3 separate regions of the Zea mays genome follow, and regions 1 and 2 are each linked to region 3. A link is a contact called in public Hi-C data. All regions are on one chromosome and are shown on one strand. The core of a region is the stretch at or near the end of the contact, and the rest is flanking DNA. Distances in the headings are between cores, read along the strand shown. Region 1 has its middle 32 kb from the start of LOC103635061. Region 2 holds the start of LOC100303795 (anther-specific protein SF18). Region 3 overlaps LOC100272416 (phospholipase D family protein).

What was found. Hi-C and Micro-C count contacts between places; a contact is called where the count stands out from the background.
Region 1: a contact with region 3 is called in a Hi-C map of ear, with 4 times the contacts expected there. The contact joins two enhancer-like sites. A contact is called at or near these places in 2 of 25 Hi-C or Micro-C datasets (ear and tassel).
Region 2: a contact with region 3 is called in a Hi-C map of ear, with 1.7 times the contacts expected there. The contact joins the promoter of LOC100303795 here to the enhancer-like site in region 3. A contact is called at or near these places in 2 of 25 Hi-C or Micro-C datasets (ear and tassel).

Annotation. Positions count from the first base shown.
Region 1 is chr8:35,382,236-35,385,361 of Zm-B73-REFERENCE-NAM-5.0, reverse strand. No RefSeq gene overlaps it. Among protein-coding and RNA genes, the nearest start is that of LOC103635061, 32 kb to the left of the region's middle. Within about 2 kb of position 1,766, at least 12 of the 20 cell types and tissues checked have an H3K27ac peak or open chromatin away from gene starts, as enhancers often do. A contact at or near this core is called in ear, where this site is marked.
Region 2 is chr8:35,337,656-35,340,564 of Zm-B73-REFERENCE-NAM-5.0, reverse strand. It overlaps LOC100303795 (anther-specific protein SF18), which reads right to left and starts at 1,440. Exons shown (of 1, transcript NM_001165429.1): 1 at 674-1,440. The coding sequence starts at 1,420. The coding sequence ends at 869.
Region 3 is chr8:34,810,232-34,813,451 of Zm-B73-REFERENCE-NAM-5.0, reverse strand. LOC100272416 (phospholipase D family protein) reads right to left here. Exons shown (of 20, transcript NM_001350737.1): 20 at 3,161-3,220. Among protein-coding and RNA genes, the nearest start is that of LOC100272416, 28 kb to the right of the region's middle. Within about 2 kb of position 1,606, at least 17 of the 20 cell types and tissues checked have an H3K27ac peak or open chromatin away from gene starts, as enhancers often do. A contact at or near this core is called in ear and tassel, where this site is marked.

The sequences.
Region 1 (3,126 bases), core at 517-3,016, 570 kb before region 3:
CGCTTTGGTGATCTCTTTGTTCATGGAGTATGAGAAAAGTTCTAGATAAGTTAAGGAGTTTTCCTTGTTATTCCATAGGTCTGACCATAGTTGCACTGAGCGCCCATCTACAATAGTAACTCTGGCGACTTTTTTGAATGTCTCTAGCGTCTTTAGTATGTCCCTCCACCAAAACGATCCAATTTTCCTACTCGAGGGGACCCTTCCATCTTTATAATGATTATTCCAAACCATGTGTACCCAGGGCAGTTTATGTCTATTTAGAAGAATTTTATGAAGAGATTTCATCAGTAGGGCCTCATTGTGCTAGTGAGGTTAAGGACTCCCAGCCCACATTGAGTTCTAGGTTTACACGCTAATTGCTAGGCTGCTTGCGGTGGCCTTTTTGCGTTGATGTCTGATCCCCTCCAAAGGCAATGTTTTATGTACTTGTCAATGTGCTTGATCACTGATTGGGGTAGTTTTAGCATGCAGAGAAAGTATGTTGAGAGAGCCGAGAATACCACATTAACCATCTGTAGTCTACCTGCTTGTGATAGAAGTGTGGATGTTGTAGATAAACTTTCTCAATCTTCTGAATCAAGGAAAAAAAGGAATCCAACTTTGGTCTGGTTGTCCCGATCGGTATCCCTAAATATGTGAAAGGGAAATTCCCAATACTGCAATTGAAAGTCTTTGCAAGGATGTTCATCTTGTCGTCAGACACATTGATGGGGTAGATATTGGACTTATGATAATTGACATGAAGGCCTGTTGAATCAGCAAAGAAGTTGAGAACTGCCTTGAGGAAGAACAGTTGCTTAGGACAAACTTCCATGACTAGAATTGTGTCATCTGCATATTGTATGACGGGGAAATTCTGATCACCCATATGGGTCAGAGGTAGTTTGAGAAGTCCAAGATTTTTGGCTTTATTGACGATAGCATGTAGGAGGTCCGCAGCTAGGACAAACAACAGCGGAGAAAGGGGGTCGCCTTGTCTGACCCCCTTCTACAATGGAAACTTTTCTTGGGGACTCCATTTAGCAGCACTGAGGATGTCCCTGAGTTCATAATCATTTCCGTCCACATTAGCCATCTGGGCCCAAACCCTTTATGTTTCCAGATGTCGATAATAACATTGTGTTCCAATTTGTCAAATGTCTTTTCGAAGTCAAGCTTTAGGATAACCGGCTCTTTCTTTGATTGCTTGCATAGGTGTACATATTCAAAGGACTAGGTCAGGCAGTCTTGTTTGGTGTGTTCCTTAATAAAACCATATTGGTTGTCATGAATGAGCTTGGTAATCACTCCCTGCAATCTGTTGGCTAATAGCTTTGTCATCAGTTTGACACAAGAGTTTAGAAGCGATATTGGGCGGTATTCATTAACTGTGATGGGGGAGGAGTTCTTTGGTACCAGGATTATATGTGATCCAATAGGTGCCCTCATGAAAACCATTACAAAGCTCATAGAAGTCTAGGGAGATAGTAGACCAACATTTTTTTATATGTGATCCATTTATTATTTTTGTAATGTTAGAAATTAGACCTGTGCGTTAGGATAGGATTGGTGTAGCCCATAGCTGCAATTGTATAGATGTTTTAGGATGCTGAACAGAAATGCGTCGTTTGTAAGATAAAACTATATATTCTACCTTAATTAATAACAATGACCTAAACCTTTTGTGTATTTAAGGAAAAAAACAGTGAGTTCGCTGGCCCTGTACAACAACCTTGGAGGTGATACCTGGGCCTATGGAAAGCTGTCGGTGGCCTGCTGCATTGACCCAAACAAATGGTCTTCATAGGCTGATATGATCGAGCTGCTGCTGTGTGAGTTGGGCCGTGTGAGTCATCTTCCTCCTTTTTGGTCCGAATGAACGCTGGCGTTTCACTTTCGTAGAGATTATTGGCGAGATCATTCGTGACTTGTGAGCGTTCATGTCCTAGCAGTGAGTGTGTAGCAGGTCTGCACCCAAGCTGAACACAAAAGGCAGGGACGAAGAGGGGCTGGGCTGCAGTCTGCACTCACCACTCCACTGAATCTCTCTATAGTCTATACCAGTGACACAGTAGTGTACTGGTGAGGGGTTGTCACGTGCCCAATCAAAGCATGGTGGTTTATGGATCATTAGTTAAGCCAGTGGCGAAGCTCTATAAAATTAACACTCCGGACCACTCTATAAAATTTAAAGGTTAATTTAAACAACCCCTAATATATTGTGTGGCTAAATATATCGCTAAAACAAAATATACCATAAACATAGACTAAGATAGTATTTACTTCAATTCAGCATCTAAAAATATAATAAACTTGATAAAAAATATAAAGGTACCTAATTAGAGACGATTTGGTCCTTCCCCGCATCTAATAACTTCATCAACATTAGCAAGTAAATTTGAACCTACAGATTGCAAGTTAAATATTTGTATAAAATGAGAGATACAACATGACAATATAACTAATGAATGCAAAAATGTATAAGTGAGCACAAAAATATACCACTTGAACTTTGTGGAGGTAGCTTTTTCATACAACTCTTCAATTCTTAAAAATGGTATAAAATATCATCACTTTGAATACTTGTGAAGATATCTCTTTCTATATAGCATACCATTTTATGATTCAACCAATCATTTCCCATCAAATTTCTCAATTCTGTTTTGATGATTTCCATAGCTGAGAAGGCTCTTTCAACCGTGGCAGTTGCAACAAGCAAAATTAAGGCTAATTCAATGAGACGATAAACCAATGCAAAAACTAGGTGTCTCTCAGTTTGCACCATCTTAATAGCCAGATTACCAAGGTCTTCACAATTTGCAAAATCAGAATTACCCCTCACATCAACAATAAATATATCGAGTTGGTCTCTAAGGATCAAGAGGTCATATTGAGAGAAGTCTGCTGAATAAATCTTAGCCAATTCTATCAGCTGAGCTTTGTCATAGTTGGCAAATGAATTTATTGGATCTAGACAAGAAATGCATCTTAATAATCGAGTAGATCTTTCAGTGAAGCGATTGTTTAATTCCACAATAACTTGATCATACATAACAATAAAGATCTCATTTTTGAAATGATGATAGTAAGTCACTAACTGACCTCCATGTCCCCTTGAGCGACCTCGGACAGTAATTGTATCAT
Region 2 (2,909 bases), core at 191-2,690, 530 kb before region 3:
TTAAAAACCAATGTGCTACCAAAGTTTTTTTTTTTTTGCGTGTGCTACAGCTGAAGGGACATCGTGCAAGCTAGGCTGGTGCATGGGCATGGCCAGCCCAAGTTGACGTGTGGTGTTCATCTAGATCTACACCTTCTAGATAACAACAGTGCGCTGCTATTATTTTGCTTCTATGGCCGCCGCTGCACTTGCATTTGCATATGCACAGCACACGGATCGGGGACGGAGATGGTGGAACGTGGACCCCTCGCAAATGTTACTTGTGTCTTTGGATGCTTGCTTTGGTCGCTCGCGCGTCTCGAGACGAGACGAGGCGAGACTCTGGCAAAGTGAGTAGCCAAGCAGATTATTATTGTGTCTTCCACTCCCATTTCCTCTCCCAGCTGGGCTGGCCTGGGTGGGACTGGCACCAGACATTTCGATCCACCAAAGACTTTTTTATAATGATTTCTTGGCCGCAGAGATCTACCAACCTCATAATCAAAACAATTATTTAAAATAGGCACAGTATCCCATGTAGAACAGAGAGAGAGGTGAGAAACAAAGCTAGAGAGCTAGGCGAACAGACTTCTTCATTCTGTGACATGAAATGGGTATGCTATAGATTATTACTAACTGCTGCCCCCCTCCTTGTACAATCTGTGCTACGAATCCGAAAGAGAAGAAGAAAGAGGACGAGGAAATGAACCGAATCGTAAAAAAAAACAACAATTACAATTTAGTACCGGTAGAATACACAGGCCACCCCCAACCACAATTGAATCGCCAGCTGGATCGATCACCGCCTTGTAGAAACTAGAAACAGCGCATGCATGCATGCAGGTGCAGCACGCATTGAATGATGGCTCGCTCTGCAGATCTGGACCCCTCACGGCGTCTGACACAGCAGCAGCAGCATGCTTGTGAGGAGGAGCACCGGCAGCAGCGAGGCGGCGGTCACGGCCCGCGCGCCGGAGTGCAACGGCGGCGGCGGGCTGTAGAAGTAGAAGGGGAAGTAGGGCAGGAACGGGTTGGGCGGCGGCGGCGCCGTCGGGTACACACCACCGCCCTGCTGCGACGCGCCACCGCCACTGCCGCCGCCTCCGCCGGTAGGCGGCGGGTAGTAGAAGCCTCCGCCACCAAGGCCGCCGCCGCCGCCGGAAGCAGCAGGAGGTGGCGGGGACGAGTAGATGACGGGGCCTCCGCCTCCGCCGGAGGGGGAAGGGTAGGACGGCGTGGTGGGCGGGCAGGGCGTGGTGACCGGCGCCGGGGGAGGGGACGGCGGCGGGTAGTAGTAGGACGGGTTGCAGGGATTGTCGCAGGACGCGCAGAGGGTGCAGGTCGTGCCGTCCTTGTGCACGATGGTGGCCGGAGCCGGGTCGGCATTGCCCAAGCCTAGGCTGGCGGCGAGGACGAGCGGGAGGAGGAGGAGTGCTGCCATGGCGGGGAGCGGGGTGGTAGGGACGGGAGTGGGAGTGAGAGCATGTGGAGTGTTGATGGAATGGGGTACTTAATTGGGAAGGGAAGGAAGTGGAAGGTGGCATCTGGCATGGTCGGCTGCCTCGATTAGTTTAGTCGCCGTCACGGACTTGCTCGCTTTCGCTTATTATGTTTCCCCGCACTTTTTGCGTCCGCTTTTTTTTTTTGGGATACCTTGCACGGTGCCACTTTCCAGCAGATCGACAATGGGGAAATTAAGGACAACCGCAAGGTTTAGATGATAATAACTGGCATTAAGATCGGTTCTTTGCGTTTTCAACGTGTGCTGTAAGATACCACTGCTAAAAATACATAATTGTAACAAACATGAATTATCATAGAATATAGTGCCGATGGGCTTGCAACATGGACAGAGGGGCTGAGTCATGTGCGGATCTAGACCATAGGCCCACGGCCCGCGGCGTGGGCGTCATATATATATATATATATATATATATATATATATATATATATATATATATATATATATATATATATATATATATATATATATATATATATATATATATATATATATATATATATATATATATATATATATATATATATATATATATATATATATATATATATATATATATATATATATATATACACTTGGCCAAGTATGTTGGGCTGGTCCGAAGCACGAAAAAAATCACAGACCAAATACAACACTGTCTCAAACATTTAGTGTCGGATTGGCACGGTCCGATATATATCAGACCGGGTTTTGGCCGAGGTCGTGGCCCATGGGTGGGTACAAGCACGGCTCGTTTAAGGCAGACACGAAACGACCCACATAGAGGCATGAAAATGCTCATATCTATACTATACTTAAAGCACCAGTTTCAACGATCGTCCCACATCATCTTTTTACAAATAAATCATCATAGCTATTTTAAATTAATCTGTTGCACGCCTATAGATGGCCAAACGGCGGTCAGGCACGGGCCAGACGCCCCGCGGGCCACAACTCTGGCCTAGGCACGTCATACCGGCTTGCTGACTGTGTCGGGCCAACCCGTTAGCCCGTCGGCCCATTTGATTAAATCAGCGTAAAATGTTAAAAACAGTGGAGGAGGTGGGGTTCGAACCCATGCCCTGATGGAAGAAGGGCGGGAGACACTGGGTAAAGCTGTCTAACTAGTAGAACATCATGCTAAGATATTTTTAATATTGAATATAAATTATATATATGTATATGCGTTTTTTAAAATAAAAAATGTATAATCGTGTTGGGCTGGACCAGCACTAGAGGCCGAGGCTACAGCCCAAACACGGCACGACGTTCTTGGCTCTTGCAAGCATTAGGTCGTTTCTGAGACCATATTGGCGCAATGGCCTCCATGGTGTTTGAGGTTGCTAAATTGGATGGAGCAACAATGATTTGTCACACTAACAGTAAAATAAAAGGTTATTTGTTGGTTTTAAACGTTGGTAATTGCTAC
Region 3 (3,220 bases), core at 357-2,856:
AAACAAACCAAAGAAAATGCCTAAGACAACGGAATACTTTAAATGTGGAAAAGAGAGACTTTGCTCATAATTACAATTGTGCATGACAAGCTTATACTCACCGAATGTGTTCGGTGTCGCACCGAAACAAGATACTAGTACAATAACAGCTAGTTTAAAAAATTAGACGTTAGAAAAGCACTAGACATGTCTGGTGCAGAGATTTGGTATGCACTAGACATGTTTGGTGCCCCTTGACTTTGCTGAGTTGGCTTGTAGCGGCTAGTTTCTTTGCTTGGGGCTAATATACCCTCCCCCCCCCAACTCGGCCAAATGAGGTCTCTTCTATTTCAACTGGTGAAAGAAACTTGAGAGTGGGGAAGAGTCTTTCCCTAGTTAGGGACTTGAGAGTTACTAATCACATGAATAGTGGCCATATTAGTTTATTTGCAGAAGACTTGGTGTCGATTAGGAGTTCAATTATCACTCGGAGAGCTTGTGAGTAATACAACTCAAGCTTATACATGTTTGTGAGCAGTTCACCATGTCTGAGCAAAAAACATCTCATAGAGAGCATTTTGTCCTCGCACAAACCAACCCTTGCGTGGGGAGCGATACTCTTGCGTGGGTGCTCCAACAAGAACTAGTGAAATATATTGACCCTCCGATAACTCGAAAAAACATCGAGCTTCTAATCCCTTCTTTTACTTTACATATACGCATTTGATCAATTCTTTTGAAGCATTTTATATTACTAGAATTGCCATGCTAGTCTAAGACTCGAACTCTTTAAGGAGTGAATTTGTGTGCTTGAGTACAAGTTTTTTAAATTGGGAAAGTTCAATTCATCTAATTTATCTCTCCTTTTGGTATATTTTTTTAAGATATAGAAAGTTTCAAAGTCTGTAATATTATACCTATTACTTGTTTTTGATATTTGATGAGAAAAAACATTGTAGCAAAAGAACATGTAAAAGATTAGGGCTAGCCGACAGCAACAAAAAAGTTTGTGCCGTACAGTCTGCAAATGGAAACTGCGCAAAAAATATAGCTCCACCTACTATCATTAATTCTAATATAAAATAAATAATTTCCTGCGAAAAGCTTTGTTGAGAGTTGACTTGGCTACGCAGCCAATAAACAAAACAAAAAATTCTTTAGAAATTAAAATTTTGTTAGTTATACCTATCGAAGCTATTAGCAGCTAATAAAAAACAAATTAGCTACTTTAACCCAGATAAAACCAGCTAACTTATCTGCTGACTAACAACTCAGATAACTAATTTTATGACTACCAATTAGCTCTATTAATAGTACGTGTCCAGGCTAAATTTTAAGTACGTACTTTTCGCCAAGGCTTTAACTTATCTTAATCGTGCATACAAAATATAAAATAAATAAATTCCTTCGAATATCTTTATTGAGAGTTGGCTTAGTTACGCAGCTAATAAATAAAATAATTGCCGTCTATAGAAAAAAATATCCATGTTCAGCTGTGGTGTAGGCCCCGTTTCCCAGAGGGTAGCAGGGCCTTCCAAAAATTGGCGCGCGAGCCCACCCTAAAGTAGGGGCAGGACATCGCTCGCACCTTTGGCAACGTGTTCAGTCGGGTGTCGGCACGGCACGTCAGTCTCTATACGATCATCAACGGGCCGCCTTTCACCCCTGACAGGGTCAGGTAAGAGTTCCGCATCCCTCACGCGTCGTTCTTATAGCGCCCAGGCAACACTCACGTCGCTTCAGCTCGCGTTGTGGTACTAAAAAATTCCAACGCGCAGACGCCTCTCCGACCGACGCTTCAGCTCTTCCGTTTGCTGGCTGCGTAGCCCGAGTGAAACGAGCCGAGCGGTCTTTGTTCGGCCCAACAGCGCACAACCTAACTGAAGTCGTCCTATTCCTGCTTCCGCAAAGGCCTGCGGTTGTTTTAAAATAAAAAAATACCGCTATTTGCTTTCTACTTTGTATTTTTTTTCTAAAAAAAATTAGTCAAAGTTAATGAATTTGGTTTCTATAGATTAATTTTTAGTCCCTTCATTTTATTCTATTTTAGTCCCTAAAATGACTAAGACTCTATTTGGTTTAAGAGACTAAAGATTAGTCACTCCATTTTAGTCTCATTTAGGGCCTGTTTGGTTCGTGGCTAATTGTGCCACACTTTGCCTAAGGTTAGTTGTTCGAGTTTAAGAACTAACCTTAGTCAGAAAAGTTAGGCAAAGTGTGGCAAATTAGTCAGGAAACCAAACATGCCCTTAGTCCCTAACTAGTCAAATAGTGAGACTAAAATAAGGACTAAAGTGCTTTAGTCTCTAGTCTCTCAAATGGTGATTAAAAGGGACTAAAATATATCAATTCCACATTTTGCCCCTCATTTATTTCAATTACGCTAATGGTGGAAGAATGTTAAGGAGCATTTTAGTCTTCTTACGAGTCATTTAATACGTTCTGAATACTTTTAGTCCATGCAACAAAATAGGGTAAGGACTAAACTTTAATCACTCGACTAAACTTTAGTTCGTGGACTAAAGAAATAAAACATATCCTAATACAGAAACTAAAATAGAGTTTTAGTTTCCGTATTTGGTGACTAAAATAGAATAAAATGGAGAAACTAAAAAATAGTCCTTAAAAACCAAACACCCCTTCGTAAAAATCTCATGTGTAAAGGTCTGTTTTGTTCGATGGACTAAAGATTAGTCCTTCCATTTTAGTCACATTTAGTTCCTAAATTATCAAATGGTGGAACTAAACTATATTAGTCTCTAGTCTCTCAAGGGGTAACTAAACCATATAAATTTCACTTTTTGTTCCTTCTTTATTTCAGTTGCATTAATGGTGGGAGAATACTAAGGGATAATTTAGTCTTCTTATAATTCATTTAATATGTTTTGAATAGTTTAGTCTCTAAAACCAAAAAAGATAGAGACTAAACTTTAGTCTCTGAACTAAAGGAACAAACGGAGGCTAAATTATGATTTGGATCAGATGAAGTACACTCCAGTGACCTTAGTTGATTGATAACCTATTTAAGACAAAACTCAACCTATAATTTAGAACGAATGAAATTCCAATAATTCGTCTCAGCATGTACATTTAATTGCCTATAAAACAATGATTACATTAGATAAAACAATATACCAAATGTGCCCTCACTGCCTCACAGAAACTTCCAAAGTACCACATCCACAATAATGATCAGATAACAAATTTCAACAGAATCTGCCAATGCTCAATGTACAAGACT